Regions from separate parts of the Mus musculus genome. Here region 2 is linked to region 1. A link is a contact called in public HiChIP or PLAC-seq data. All regions are on one chromosome and are shown on one strand. Each heading gives the region's core, a stretch centred on a gene start, on an enhancer-like site or on the middle of the called end of the contact. The rest is flanking DNA. Distances are from core to core; before and after follow the strand shown. Region 1 has its middle 21 kb from the start of Gm24296. Region 2 holds the start of 2700097O09Rik (RIKEN cDNA 2700097O09 gene).

Region 1 (6,658 bases), core at 3,766-6,265:
CCTGACAACTGCTGAACACTGAAATAAATTACCAGAAGAAAGCAACTGTTTTTCCTGTTGTCTTGGTACACAGTTCTGATAAACAGACTCCCAGAGGTGTTGTGTTCCAAACAGGAAAATGTCGTATAAGCTGAGGCTTTCAGGGATAGTACATGTCCATATTTCTATTAGTGTCAGATGCAAGCGGGATGCTGAGCCTGGAAGCAAGGAGTCAAACAGACAGCCTGTGGATGCCCCCCCCCCTCCCAGCCCACCAGCAGCACCTCAGTATAGTGGAGGGTCAGCAAAGAGTGCAAAGAGCCATTTTGCTTCTGTTTTTACTGTCCTCTCGATAAAGGAAAGCAACAGGTTTTATTTGCATATCTGTTTTTACTTTTTGGTTTTGCTTTTTGAGATAGAGTCTCTCTATGTAGCCCTTGCAGTCCAGGAGCTCACTATGTAGACCAGGCTGGCCTAGAACTCACAGAGATCTACCTACTTCTGTTTCCCCAGTCCCAGGATTTAAAGCCTCCACTACCACGCCCAGATTACTTTTTGTTTTTCTGAATAAATGTCTTTCACATTCACCTGCATGTATGCACACCAGGCTGACTTAGACTTACCAGGCAGCTCAGTCTGGCCTCAAAACATACGGCAATCCTCAAGCCACGACACCAGGGTTTGCAAAACCATCACCCCACATTTAGACAAACATAAAAACAACTTAGCGGTTTCTTTTTTATTCTTTAAATATTTTTTTTATTATATGTAAGTACACTGTAGCTGTCTTCAGACACTCAAGAAGAGGGTGTCAGATCTCATTACAGGTGGTTGTGAGCCACCATGTGGTTGCTGGGATTTGAACTCAGGACCTTCAGAAGAGCAGTCAGTGCTCTTAACCACTGAGCCATCTCTCCAGCTCCTCTTCTTTATTCTTTTTCTCCTTTTTCTTTAAAAAAAATTCTTGTTTGTTTTGATTTGAGACAAGGTTTCTCTGTGTAGCCCTGGCTGTCTTGGAACTCACTCTGTAGACCAGGCTGGCCTCAAACTTAAGAGATCCACCAGCCTCTGCCTCGTGAGTAGAGTACTAGGATTAAAGGCACATGCCGCCACCACCACACCTGGCTTTAGTTAGTGGTTTCTAAGCTTTCAAGTCAGAATCTGCAGTAGTCTGCTGGCTTCAAAAAAAAAAAAAAAAAAGAAAGAAAGCTTGCTTTACCTCAAAGAACAGTACCATAAAATATTAAGAGAAAAAAGAGCACTTTGCGGGGTGTTCTGTCAAGTCGGGGAAGCTCGCCTTTGAATCCTGCCTCTAGCACTTAGAGCTCCAAGGTGCATTCTTTCTGGCTGTTGCTGATCTGGACATAGGCTTCATAACTGCCCCTGGATTGAGTTTTAAATCACATAATCATCTTTAGGATCATTCTTCTCTACTGTTGTTGGGAAGAAGGAAAAGGAAAAAAAAATTCCTTTGAAATATGGTTTCATTATATAGCCCTGGCTGGCCTGGAACTTGATATGTGGATCAGGCTAGCTTCAATTTTACAGAGATCCACTTGCCACTACCTCCCCAGTGCTGGATTTACAGGTATGTACCATCGCATCTGGGTTAAAAAGGGCAACTTTAAAGGTATTATAACTGATAAATATATGTTGAGTCCAAGTCTACTTTTGACATTTTATAAGCCCCCAAACTGAAATACATGTAATACCCTACATATTAAATATCTATCTTAATATCAGAGATCTCTAAGCTAGGTGGTGGTATATACACACAGGTAAAACTCCCATAAATATAAAATACAAAATAAAAGACATTTGCTTATGGTCGTTTATGGAAAAGAATGATCACTAGGAAACAGCATAGGTTCTGAGTACCACGCAAGATGGATTCCTTTCATTGAGCATGAAACCCAGAGCTTTGAGCATGCTAGGTCAGTGCTGTGGCTAAGCTATGTCCCAGTCATACCCACACACTCTCTTTGATTACATTATCACCTGGAACCTGCCTTCATGTATCACTGTGGCTGAACTGTGAGCGGAGCTGATGACTACCCTGGAAACTATTTATGGGTGTGCAGTTCTGACTGTACAAGAAATTAAGCTCTTTCAAACCAAAACCGGAACTAGTAGAGAGAAGTCAGATTATATCAGGTTCATGGCAAAAATTTTTAAGGACTATTATTTTATGTGTATGTGCCTGAGCATACGTATGTGTGTGTATCATGTTCAGGCAAGAGGCAGCAGAGGCAAGGAGTGGGCATTAGATCACCTGGACCTGAAGTTACAGACAGTTGTGAGCCACCCTAGAAACTGGTCCTCTGCAAAACCAACGAGTGTTCTTAAACACTGGGCCACCTCTCCAGTCCCTATAACAAGAATATTTAAGACAGAGGCCAGACATCCAGACAGGGACACATCTGTGAGTGAACAGGCAAGGCAGGATCATTTTTGATGGGTATCAGAGCAGAAAGATGAACAGGAAGGAAGTAAATTTCGTTTATCAGGGGCACTAAAGAACTGGTGAGGCTTCTTGCCAAGCCAGGCAGTTAGAAGCACTGTGATGTCCTGGGGACACAGTGTCATGCACAATGCTCTCAGATCGCTATTGTTTCCTCGGGAAACCCCGTTAGAAGACTTGCACATCCTTTTTGCTTTTGAAACAACTAGAACCCTGATGGCAGCCTGTAATTGTAGAGCTCTCCCTCCCAACCCCGATGCAATTAGGGGGCCTTAAAAATACCGGTGCCAACAGCTCCAACCTCCAGCCAATTAAATCAGTCTCTGAGGGAGTGAATCCAGTCCCCAGTAGCTTTCAAAAGCTCTCCCAGGTGAATTTAATGTTCAGTGAAAGTCAGGAATTACTTCCCTAGAGGAAAGTTCCTGCTGAATACTGCTTCCGAACTTTAATATGTGTACAGTAAATTGGGGGTGGGGCTTGTTAAAATGCAGGTTTTGACTTACTAAGTCTGGGTGGGGAACAAAGATTAGCAGTTCATAATAATCCCCCAAGTAATATGAGTGGGGTTGGGGTTGGTATACAGGTCACACATAGAGTCGTGGGCGGTAGGAAGAATACTTGCAATACGCTCTGGTCTGTATCTATTAAAAATTTAATACTGGGGTTGAAGAGATGGGTCAATGTTAAAAACACTGGCTGTACTTCTAGTGGACCCAGGTCCAATTGCTAGCATTGATACGGTCACTTACAACATGACACACTGACATGACACAATTGTTTGTTACTCCTGTTTCAGAGGACTCAATGCCGTCTTCTGGCCTCTGTGGGCACCAGGCACTCACGCAGTGCACAGGTATACATGGATCAAGAGCTCCAAATATTAATCCTGATGATTATACAAAAAAAGACAATGAACGATTCCATCTTGGAATTAAAATTTTTAAATTACTCTTGCAGGCCAAAATAAGGAAAAAACGTATTCCTTAGGGGGCTGAAGATATGGTTCAGTAATGAAAAGCCTGGGTTCAGTTTCCAGCACCCACATAGCAGTTCACAATCATTTGCACCTCCAGTCCCAGAGGACCCAGTGCCTTCTGGCCTCCAAGGGCACCAGGCACACGGACATTCAGGCAGGCAGACCACTTACACACCTAAAATAATCTCTTAAAAAGTATTTCTTAGAAGAAACAAAGTCTATTAAAACGGGCACGGCCGTGCAAGCTTTTAATCGCAGGACTTTGGAGATAGAAACAGGCTGATCTCTGTGAGTTAGAGGCCAGCCTGTTCTACACAGAGCTCTAGCCTAGCCAGGACTACACAGAGAGACCATGTTTTGTTTTAAAGCCTATCAGATAAGCTGATCTGGAGGCTGGACTGGTTAAGAGCACTGGCTGTTCTCATAGAGCAGTGGTTCTCGACCTTCCTAATGCTGCGACCATTCAATATAGTTCCTCATATTTTGGGGACCACCACCATGAAATTATTTCCATTGTCACTTCATAACTAATTTTTTACTGTTATGAATCACAATGTAAACATTTTTGGAAATAAAGGTTCACCAAAGGGATTGAGACCCACACGTGGAAAACCCATGTTCTAGAGGAAGTAGGTTCAATTTGCAGAATTGGTAGCTTACAACTGTCTATAATTCTAGTTCCAGAGGATCTGATGCTGACTTGGGCCATGGGGCATCAGGCATGAAAGCAAAAACAGCCCCCCACACACATAAAATAGAATAAATTTATTTAAAAATAAGATAGTTCTGGAATTAAAAGAAATAATTAAATATATTAGAAGAAAGATGATAACAGAAAAAATAAGAAAGCAAGAGAGCCAGGTGGTGGCGGCACGTGACTCTAATCTTAGTTCTTGGGAGACAGAGGCAGGAAGGTCTCTGAGTTCAAGGCCAGCCAGGGCTACACAGAGAAACCATGTCTTGAAAAACCAAAACCAAATAAAGTGGAGGGGTAGAAAGAGCTTTAGAGCACAGATAACCATCAGATAGGAGAAAAAAACCCCACTAACTTGTCAAGTAGAATTATACACAGATGCTTCTAAAGTTATGACAGGGCATCACCCCATATACTTACTATTAGTTGACAATACTTGGTCTAAACACAGAATACATATAATCTACTGGACACCATTGCTTTTAGCTTAGCCTACTTTGAACACATTCAGAACAACACTATTAACCTATAATTGGCCAAACTTATCTGTCACAAAGCCTATTTTATAATGAAGTGTTGAATGTCTCATGTATTTTATTCTTATAGCACCCCAAAACTCCCTGAGTAACATTTTGGCCTGCCAATTGTCTGCTGTTCCCCATCCCCCTCCATGATTTCATGGTTCCCTGGGAGATGTGACAACTGTCCAGTATTCCAAGGAGGTCCTATATTGCATATGGCTAGCCTCAGGAGACTGAAACTCAGATTCGAAGTACAATTTTTACTAAATACCAGTTGCTTTTGCACCTTGAGACATGAAAACTTCTCAAGCTGAACATGCTGAGTTTCCGCCCATCCCTTTACGTTAGTAATTGAATTTGAGGAAGTGAAATAGAAAGTGTCTGAGGGGCTGCTGTAAAAATACGAGGAGTCTGGAAGTCAGAAAACACAGTAAGATGGAGTAGTGCACTACAAACCTGCCCCAGAAAAGTGGTGGGCAATGAGTTCCAACAGCCATGCTCATTGCCCCCGCAGTGCTCAGCAAGCCTGATGCAGGATGAGACCGGGGGCAGATGGACTCAGTAGGGAGGAGAAAGTCTAACTAAGTGAGGAGAGAACATTAGAGCCAAGGAGTTAGGCATGCTCTCTAAAGACTGGCTCCAGGGCTGGAGAGTGGTTAAGAGCACTTCCTGTTTGTAACGACGGCCTGGGTTCCAGTGGTGGCTCACAACCATTCCTAACTAGAGTTCCAGGGACTCCAGCTAGTTTCTCTGACCTCTGAAGACGTGGGTACACACATGGTGCATGTACACACATGCAGGAGAAATACTCATAAATAAATGATAAATAAATAAATAGTAACCATAAGCTCTTTGAAGAGAAAGAAGGGTAGGAGAGGGAAAGAGGCCAGAGGTGGTGTGCATGACTTGGAAGGGAGAGGCAGGCAGATCTCTGTGTGTCCCAGGACAGCTTGGTCTACATACTGAGTTCTAGGACAGCCAGGACTACATAGTCAGGCCTTGTATCATGAGAGAGAAAAAGAGGCAGAGACAGAGACAGAGAGACAGAAAGACAGAGACTGAGAGAGAGGGTGAAGAAGGAAGGAAATGACCACTGTGAAAGGGGTGTGTACTGGCTAGTTTTGTGTCAACTTGACACAGCTGGAGTTAGCACAGAGAAAGGAGTTTCAGTTGGGGAAATGCCTCCATGAGATCCAATTGTAAGCCATTTTCTCAATTAATGATCAAGGGGGAAAGGCCCCTTGTGGGTGGGACCATCTCTGGGCTGGCTGTCTTGGGTTCTATAAGAGAGCAGGCTGAGCAAGCCAGGGGAAGCAAGCCAGTAAGGAACATCCCTCCATGGCCTCTCCATCAGCTCCTGCTTCCTGACCTGCTTGAGTTCCAGTCCTGACATCCTCTGGTGATGAACAGCAGTATGGAAGTGTAAGATGAATAAATCCTTTTCTCCCCAACTTGTTTCTTGGTCATGATGTTTGTGGAGGAATAGAAACCCCGACTAAGACAAATTGGTACCAGCATAGTGGGATATTCCTGTGACAACCTGACCATGTTTTGGGGAGGACTGTGGAAGGACTTTGGAACTTTCGGCTTGAAGATCCATTGTTAAGAGCTCTGTCAGATGTTGTGTAGGAGCTTAGAAGATAATGTTGAGAACGGTGCAGAAGATGGAGGTCTGGCTTGTGAAATTTCAGAGGGAAAATTAAAGACTCTTTTCAGGGCCATTGCTGTTTTGATTGTGAAAATTCTGTAGTTCTGGTTAGCTGGGGCTGAAGAATCAACTGTGATTAACAAGATACCAGAACTACTAAAGCAAAACCTTGCATTACTGAGACTATTGATGCTGGTTAGCTGGAGCTAAGAAATTATCGGTGATTAAGAAGAGACCAGCATCGTTGAGGTGACATCTTCTGGGAAGTGTTTTCTGAAAGCACAAAGAGGCTGTGTTCCAGAGATAGCCAAGGTTGTACTCCTGCTGCAGTGGGACTTGGTAATGTATAAGGGTCACCCAGGTGGTACTGGTTTTGAAG
Region 2 (6,601 bases), core at 973-3,472, 61 kb after region 1:
TTGCTGTTGGGAGCACACTCAAGGTCCTTGCACTCACAAACAGCACTGCAGAAAACAGTATGATTAACACATAAAAGTTGTCTTTCTAGGGGAAAAGATTAGAAAACGCATTTTCTGCTCAGATGGCTGGGACTGGAGCTGGTTAATAGCTTAGATCAACAGCTTTCAACCTGTGGGTCATGACCCTATGGGAGTTGAATGACCCTTTCATAGGGGTTGTATTTCAGATATTTATGTTATGATTCATAACTAGTAAATGTATAGCCGTGAAGCAGGAAGGAAAACAATTTTATGGATGGGAGTTACCACAACATGAAACTGTATTAACGTGTTAGAAAGGTTTGAGACCCACTGGACTAGGTGATCCTGGCACTATCTGATGGGCCAGGACATACCAAGCTCCCACCAGCAGGACCAGATGACCTACCTCTGTGCTATCTATCTGAGACCAACCAGATCCTCACTTAGGCCCTTAAGGAAACATATATACCCGATCTCTGAAACCCACCTTCATGGAAGAAGTAACAATTACTTTGAGAAAAATTTCAATATAATTATACTCTGCCAGTTCTGGTGTTCGCAAAGACCCCTTACACTTTACTACTGCCCCAGCCAACAATACATTTTTTTGTTGTAAGTCTGAACCTTTAACCAATAAGCCATCTCTCCAGTTCCAACACTGTATTTTAGTAGTTAATAATGCTTTTGGAATAAATGACCTGATATTGAGGTATGTAGAAAAGCTAGAAGGAAGTTGGTACTATTATAAACAACTAGGTTAGTTAGGTTAAAAAAAAACAACTAGGTATGTTAGGCTTAATGAAGTGATAGAAGACAACATGTTTATAGTGAGACCATGTCTTTAAAAAAAACCTAATATGTTAGAGAGATGGGTCAGCAGTTAAGAGCACTGACTGCTCTTCCAGAGGTCCTGAGTTCAACTCCCAGCAAACACATAGTGAGTGGTTCACAACATTCTGTAATGGGATCTGATGCCCTCTTGTGGTGCGTCTAAAGACAACGACAGTGTACTCATATACATAAAATAACAAACAAAAAAACCCTATTTTGTAAATTCCCATCTTGAAGCACTATTCTTATATGTGTATATAACCACAGAGTACTGCCTGGGTTCCTGCATTCCCAAGATACACTTAGCTATCATATGCCTCAAGCAATCTTTAGTTTGGTACCTCACTTAAAATAATCTCTCAAAACCTTCAACAATTCTTGAATTACACCAAGAATATTTTTCCTAAAAGGTCAGAGGTTGAAGATCTAAAAGTGGAAGCTGGAGTTGAGGGTGTAGCTCAGTAGGCAGAGCACAGGCCTGAGTTTGATCTTCAGCACCAGGGCAGGTGAGATGGACGAAGGAGGATCAGAGTTCTAAGTCATACTCTGTTAACTTGGAGGTCTAGCAGGACTAGATGAGACCTTGCCTCAAAAATTAAAAATATACTGAAGGTCTTATCAAATAAGAACACTTTAAGGAGCTGAATGAAAGTAACCTTGGGGATTAGTGTTTTTCAGAATAGCATACATTGGTAGAGTTCTCAAAAAGAGACAAGTATATAACTAAAACAGTGCGTTCACTAGGCTTTACCTTTTTTGCTAAAGAAAAGTTTCATCCATTAACTAGATCTAATCACCTCATTTCCTCGATTCTAATTTGTGAGTTTTCATATTAACTATTAACAGTTTAAAAAGAAGTGTTTTTTTTCTTCCCCATACCATGGAAGATTATTAATTGGTCTATTTTACCATGTATAAGATAAATGTACTAGGTATATGTGATTTTATTTGCCTTGAGGATAACTCCACAGCCTAAAACCTTTCTTGCACAGAGCTTTTTCAAGTAGTATCGGCCTGTACGAGTAATTGAACAAAGAGGTTCTAGAAGCTTGCCCAAAATCAGCACCGGAATCACAAACCACCTAAAGTTGATTCTCAGGTATCGAATCCTAAAATGCAGTCTGATGACTAGGTGTAGGGTATGCAGCGACCAAGAGACCTGGTGCCTAGCCCCGCCCCTCCCTGGTACCCAAAGACTAAATCCAACAGCCAACTGCCAGGCTCTAGCCATGACTGCTTACGGGTAGTCCTCATCCAGTGGAGCAGTGCCGGGACATCTGCGGGAGCCGTAGTTCCGAGCAACTGAAGTACAGCTCTCCGAGCGGACTGAAAGTCCATGGCGAAGTGCGCGGACAAGCCAAGAGCAGGTTCTCACTGAGCACGCGCAGCCAGACACGCGCGCTGCGACCCCGCCCTCCTCAGATCGTCCAATCCCGAGAGCCGAAACGCCAAACCCCGCCCCTCCGGGACCCCGCCTCCCGCGGCTTCAGAAGCCCTAGGCCGCGCGCCCTTGCGGAGTTCTGCACTCTTTCACGTAGTCGCTTTCCCCTAAGTCCTGACTTTTCCTCGAGGTCGCACCCGAGGAGGTCCTGTCTCGCTGCTAGCTTGCCGCGGCAGTGACGTACAGGGAGAACACTAAGGTCAAAGGTCAGCTCCAGCAAAGAAACACCCCTTCTATCCTTTCGGGGGAGCCGTAGACGCGGGGCTTTGTGCCCCGGAAGCGGAAGTGTGTTTTCACGAAGGGCTGAACTCCGCCGAGTGATGACGTCTCCTCATTGGGCGGAAGGTTCGGTGGCAGTCGTCGGTGTTCCAGCTGGTGGGAGTTGGCTTCACTGTGTTGGGCGCTGGGCCCCTAGTTTCTGGAGCTGGGAAGTTGGGCGACGGGCTCCGTCCCTGTCCTTCAGCTTCCAGCGTTCCTGGGTTTCCTTCGGCGGCGTGGGGCCTCGCTAAGGGCTCGCCGGCCCTGTGGGGCCACGGCTTTAGTGGCGCCTTTTGCGGTGAGTGTGGGGGGTTTTCCTCGCTCCGCCCTGGGAACCCCTAGTTAGAGCGCCGCTTCTGCGGAAGTCTTCCCGGGTGGCCACGGGCAGTGATCGCCGAGGCTGAGGTGCACTGACACTTTTATTTTACTCTTGCCCTCCACTGCAAGCTTTACCAAACGCTGCGCTGCTACCCTTTTAATTTGTCTTCAGATTTACCCGAGCCAAATAAGTAAGCATTGGTAGGCTTGGCTCATGGAAGGCATTCCCGAACAAGAATTTAGATAAAGCTATTTCCCCAAAGCCTTTTGACATATACTAGGGTTTATTTTCCTATCTTTTAGTGTTTACTAACATGTTGGTTAGCATATTGTTCAGAACTTTTAGTTCCGCGACAGTGATAAGATGTGCTAAGGACTTTAATAAGTCGAAGCTAGTGACAATGTATTTTTTGTTGTTGAAACTTTCTTAATCAGCTTTTCGGTTACCAGTCTTCACTTAGTTGTTAGATATGCATTTGAACAATTTTTTTTGAGGCTTTCTTTTCTTGTTTTCTCTTTTTAAGCTGAAGAGATAAAGTAATGAAGGACAGTGCTCCTAACATGAAGATTCTAGCAGTACAGAGGATGAAAAAGGCTATAAGTATATAATATAGCCCGACTCTAGTTAGGCCAAAAGAGACACAGGACAGTGATGACAGTTAATGTGCCCCTTAAGAGATTTGTCTGAGTCATTTGCTTTTGAAGGCTACCCTTAATTTCCTAATAGGCTTACAAGGATAGAAGAGGGTTAAGTAATATAGTTCCAATGACATAGCTGCATCAGTGCAGAAGAGGAGGGAGACATTTCCCTCAGACCTCTTTACCTCAACTTTTTGATATGACAGATTTAGTATTTTGGGATTTAATAAAGACTGTTATACAAGGAGTACTCCTGTAACTCTCTGTGCCTGCTACTGGAATAGTAGCTTTCTTCCTTTTAATTAGCCATTTTTAAATTTTTTAAAATTTATTTTATTTTATTTATTTTTTTAATGCGCTGGTGTGAGGGAATCAGGTCCCCTGGAACTGGTTTTCCTGGATTTAGTTGTGAACTGCCATGTGGGTACTGGGAATTCACCCTGGGTTCTCTAGAAGAACAGCCAATGCTCTTAACCAATGAGCTGTCTCTCCAGCCCACTTTTCCTTTTAAAGATCGGATTTTTTCCATGTGCTTTGGGAGGCAAAGATGACCAGTAAAACTTAAAGTCTCTTGGGATCCTCTTAGTCTTGGTTGATTTGCTCTTTCCTGTGCTCCATGTTGGCAGAATACAGGATCTCCCATAGACCCACCTTGAGAGTTCTCATCCACGTGTTGCTTCCATACATCACTCCCATATGCCAACCATTTCCATGCCCTTTTCTCTGGCCTTCATTTTGAGAGTTCTGCACTTTCTGCATGATCAGTCTCCAGCTGATTTGCCTTACTTCGATGAAAAAAAAATCTCACAGCACCAAGGAAATCAACTAGAAAGCAGCTCATTAGTGGGTTGTTTTTCTACTTAGACTATTTGATGCACAAAAAGTAGATGAAGATGTACTGCTTCCATCTCCCATTTTCCACTAGGATATGTGGTGTGTATGTGGAAGTGTATAGAAGCTGTGTATTTTTGAGTTTTGACCCTCATTTGTTGAGATTTGTTATGTGTATGTTCAGTTTTTAAAAAAACCAAGCCGCATGTGCTTAGTTAGCTACTTTGTAGTCTGGATAGGGAAATTCCTTAAGCACAGGAATTGGAGGTGAGCCTCGGCATCATTAACAATACCCCAGCCCTAAAATACACAACAAAGTAGTGTGATAAAAGGAACACTTATCTGCACATTTGTAAAAGTAACTTTTATTCAACTGAAGTGATTGTCCTCTTGGATGCTTACTGCGTCTGTCTGCTAACCTAGACCTAATTCTGGAAGTTTCTAGCCTCCATACGATCTTATCTGGGCCTAGAATGTTTTCAGCCTTGGAGATTTACTGCTGAATAAATTCACCCCTTCCTAATTCTTTCTGATCTCTGGTTGACTGGTCAACTCAGCTGTCCTGGCTCAAAACTCCTCCTGATTCCATCTGACTTCTCTTTCAGCCTCAAACTAACTGGCAATCTGTTCTAATCTTCTGACACCGCATTCTCTGGTTCATTCTGTCTTTCTCTATATCTAGCTGGTTTTCTCTTTGCAACCTGTCTCTGTAAAACTTCTTAGTAAACTTCTGTAGACTTGTAACTCTTGGATTTTTCCCATTTGGGGCAGTTGCTGTTGTTTCTAAAGAGGTTTTATTCTGTATATTTGTGTGTGTGTGTGTGTGTGAGTGTAGTGTTTGTTTTCCTTTTTGAGACAGGATCTAACTATGTTCACTTCTCCAACCTTGAAGCCATAGTTTCAAGTAATCCTCCTGACTCAACTTTCCAAGTAAAAAGGCCCTATAATGGTCCTCAGCCTAAGACAGTGTAAAAGTTGAGGGCAGATTTTCGTCCCTTTGAGGGATATTGCTGAGTGCAATGACTACTATCTACCTGGGTCTATAACTTCTTTTGCTTTTCTAATCAAGAGTTTGGATATGGCTTGTTCTCCAAAACATTTTATCCCCACTCCCCCCCCCCCCCCACACACACACCAGTGTTAATTGTCCCTGGGGATTCTGACTGAGGATTTCATTTTGAGCTGATAGGCTTTAACTGTAACCATTTGTAGCCTTGTTTGACCTTGTGCCTTCTCACACTTTTCCATCTTCCCCTTCAATGCTCTTGTCAGTTTCAAAGACTACTACTTCCAAGGGATTTTAATTTTTGTTTTTGTTTTTCCTCTTGGCAAGATTTTGTGTAAAGATTCTTTTTATGACTAACCTGACAGCCAAAGAGAATCTTGTATTGTTTTGTTTTCTCTTTTTTTTTTTTTTTGAGACAAGGTTTCTCTGCACCTTGGCTGTCCTAGAACTTGCTTTGAAAACCAGGCTGGCTTGTAGATCCTCTTGCCTCTGCCTCCCAAGTGCTGGATTAAAGGCATGTGCCACCACTGCTAGGTGCCAAAGAATATCTTTAAAAAAGATTCCTTACAGGTTTTTTATTTTCCTTTCTTCTTTTCTCTCCCTCCCTCCCCCCTCCCTTTCCCCTCTCTTCTCCCCCCCTCCCCCATCCCTCTATCTTTCCTCTCTTCTTTCCAGGCTGGCCAGCATGGGACTTGCTATGTAGCTACATGTCACAGAGCTCCAGGAGTCTATTCCTTCTGAGTGCTAAGCTGTGCACTACTGTATCCCACCGTCTTTTTTTTTTTTTTTAAGTTCTATTCCTACTGCTTATTGGATATGGTTTGTGCATGTGCATGTGCCAGAGGAGAAAGTTGGCTGTCTTCCTCTATCCCTCTCTTCTTAGCCTCTTGAGACAGGGTCTTTTTTTTTTAATTGTAAAATCTTTTCTAAGTTTTTTGAATTTATGTTTTGAGTTATAGTTACATCATTTCCTCCTTTCCTTTCCTGCCAACAAGCCCTCCTTTATACTCCTAACTCACTTTTAATTCATGGCCTCTTTTTCAATAACTGTTCTTATATACATATATGTTTATGCATATATTCCTAAATACATAAATATGCCTTGTTTATTGCTAGTATGTAGGTTTTCATGTCTGACCTTTGGCTATCAGATAATCAGTTGTTGTGCTCCCATGAGAAAGACCATTTCTCTTGCTTTTAGTTGCCTGGAATTTCTTGAGTAAAATTGAGGCCACCTGAAGAGCTGTTGGTTACTG

What was found. HiChIP or PLAC-seq counts read pairs in DNA pulled down with a chosen protein or histone mark.
Region 2: an H3K4me3 HiChIP or PLAC-seq map of the 230-238 cell line shows a contact between it and region 1, with 29 read pairs. The contact joins the promoter of 2700097O09Rik here to the enhancer-like site in region 1. A contact is called at or near these places in 10 of 39 promoter capture datasets (the 3T3-L1 cell line, the C10 cell line, the HPC-7 cell line and 6 more), 2 of 15 datasets of contacts at CTCF or cohesin (CD8 T cells and the NIH/3T3 cell line), 5 of 484 Hi-C or Micro-C datasets (B cells, bone marrow-derived macrophages, embryonic fibroblasts and 2 more), 12 of 115 datasets of contacts at active chromatin or transcription factors (the 230-238 cell line, the SCID.adh cell line, bone marrow-derived macrophages and 7 more) and 3 of 9 other capture datasets (adipose tissue, liver and pancreatic islet).

What each region holds. Positions count from the first base shown.
Region 1 is chr12:55,014,531-55,021,188 of GRCm38.p6, forward strand. No RefSeq gene overlaps it. Among named protein-coding and RNA genes, the nearest start is that of Gm24296, 21 kb to the left of the region's middle. Within about 2 kb of position 5,016, at least 76 of the 459 cell types and tissues checked have an H3K27ac peak or open chromatin away from gene starts, as enhancers often do. A contact at or near this core is called in the 230-238 cell line, B cells, the HPC-7 cell line and 8 more, where this site is marked.
Region 2 is chr12:55,077,888-55,084,488 of GRCm38.p6, forward strand. It overlaps 2700097O09Rik (RIKEN cDNA 2700097O09 gene), which reads right to left and starts at 2,223. Exons shown (of 8, transcript NM_028314.2): 1 at 2,094-2,223. The coding sequence starts at 2,190. It overlaps Srp54a (signal recognition particle 54A), which reads left to right and starts at 2,609. Exons shown (of 16, transcript NM_011899.4): 1 at 2,609-2,849.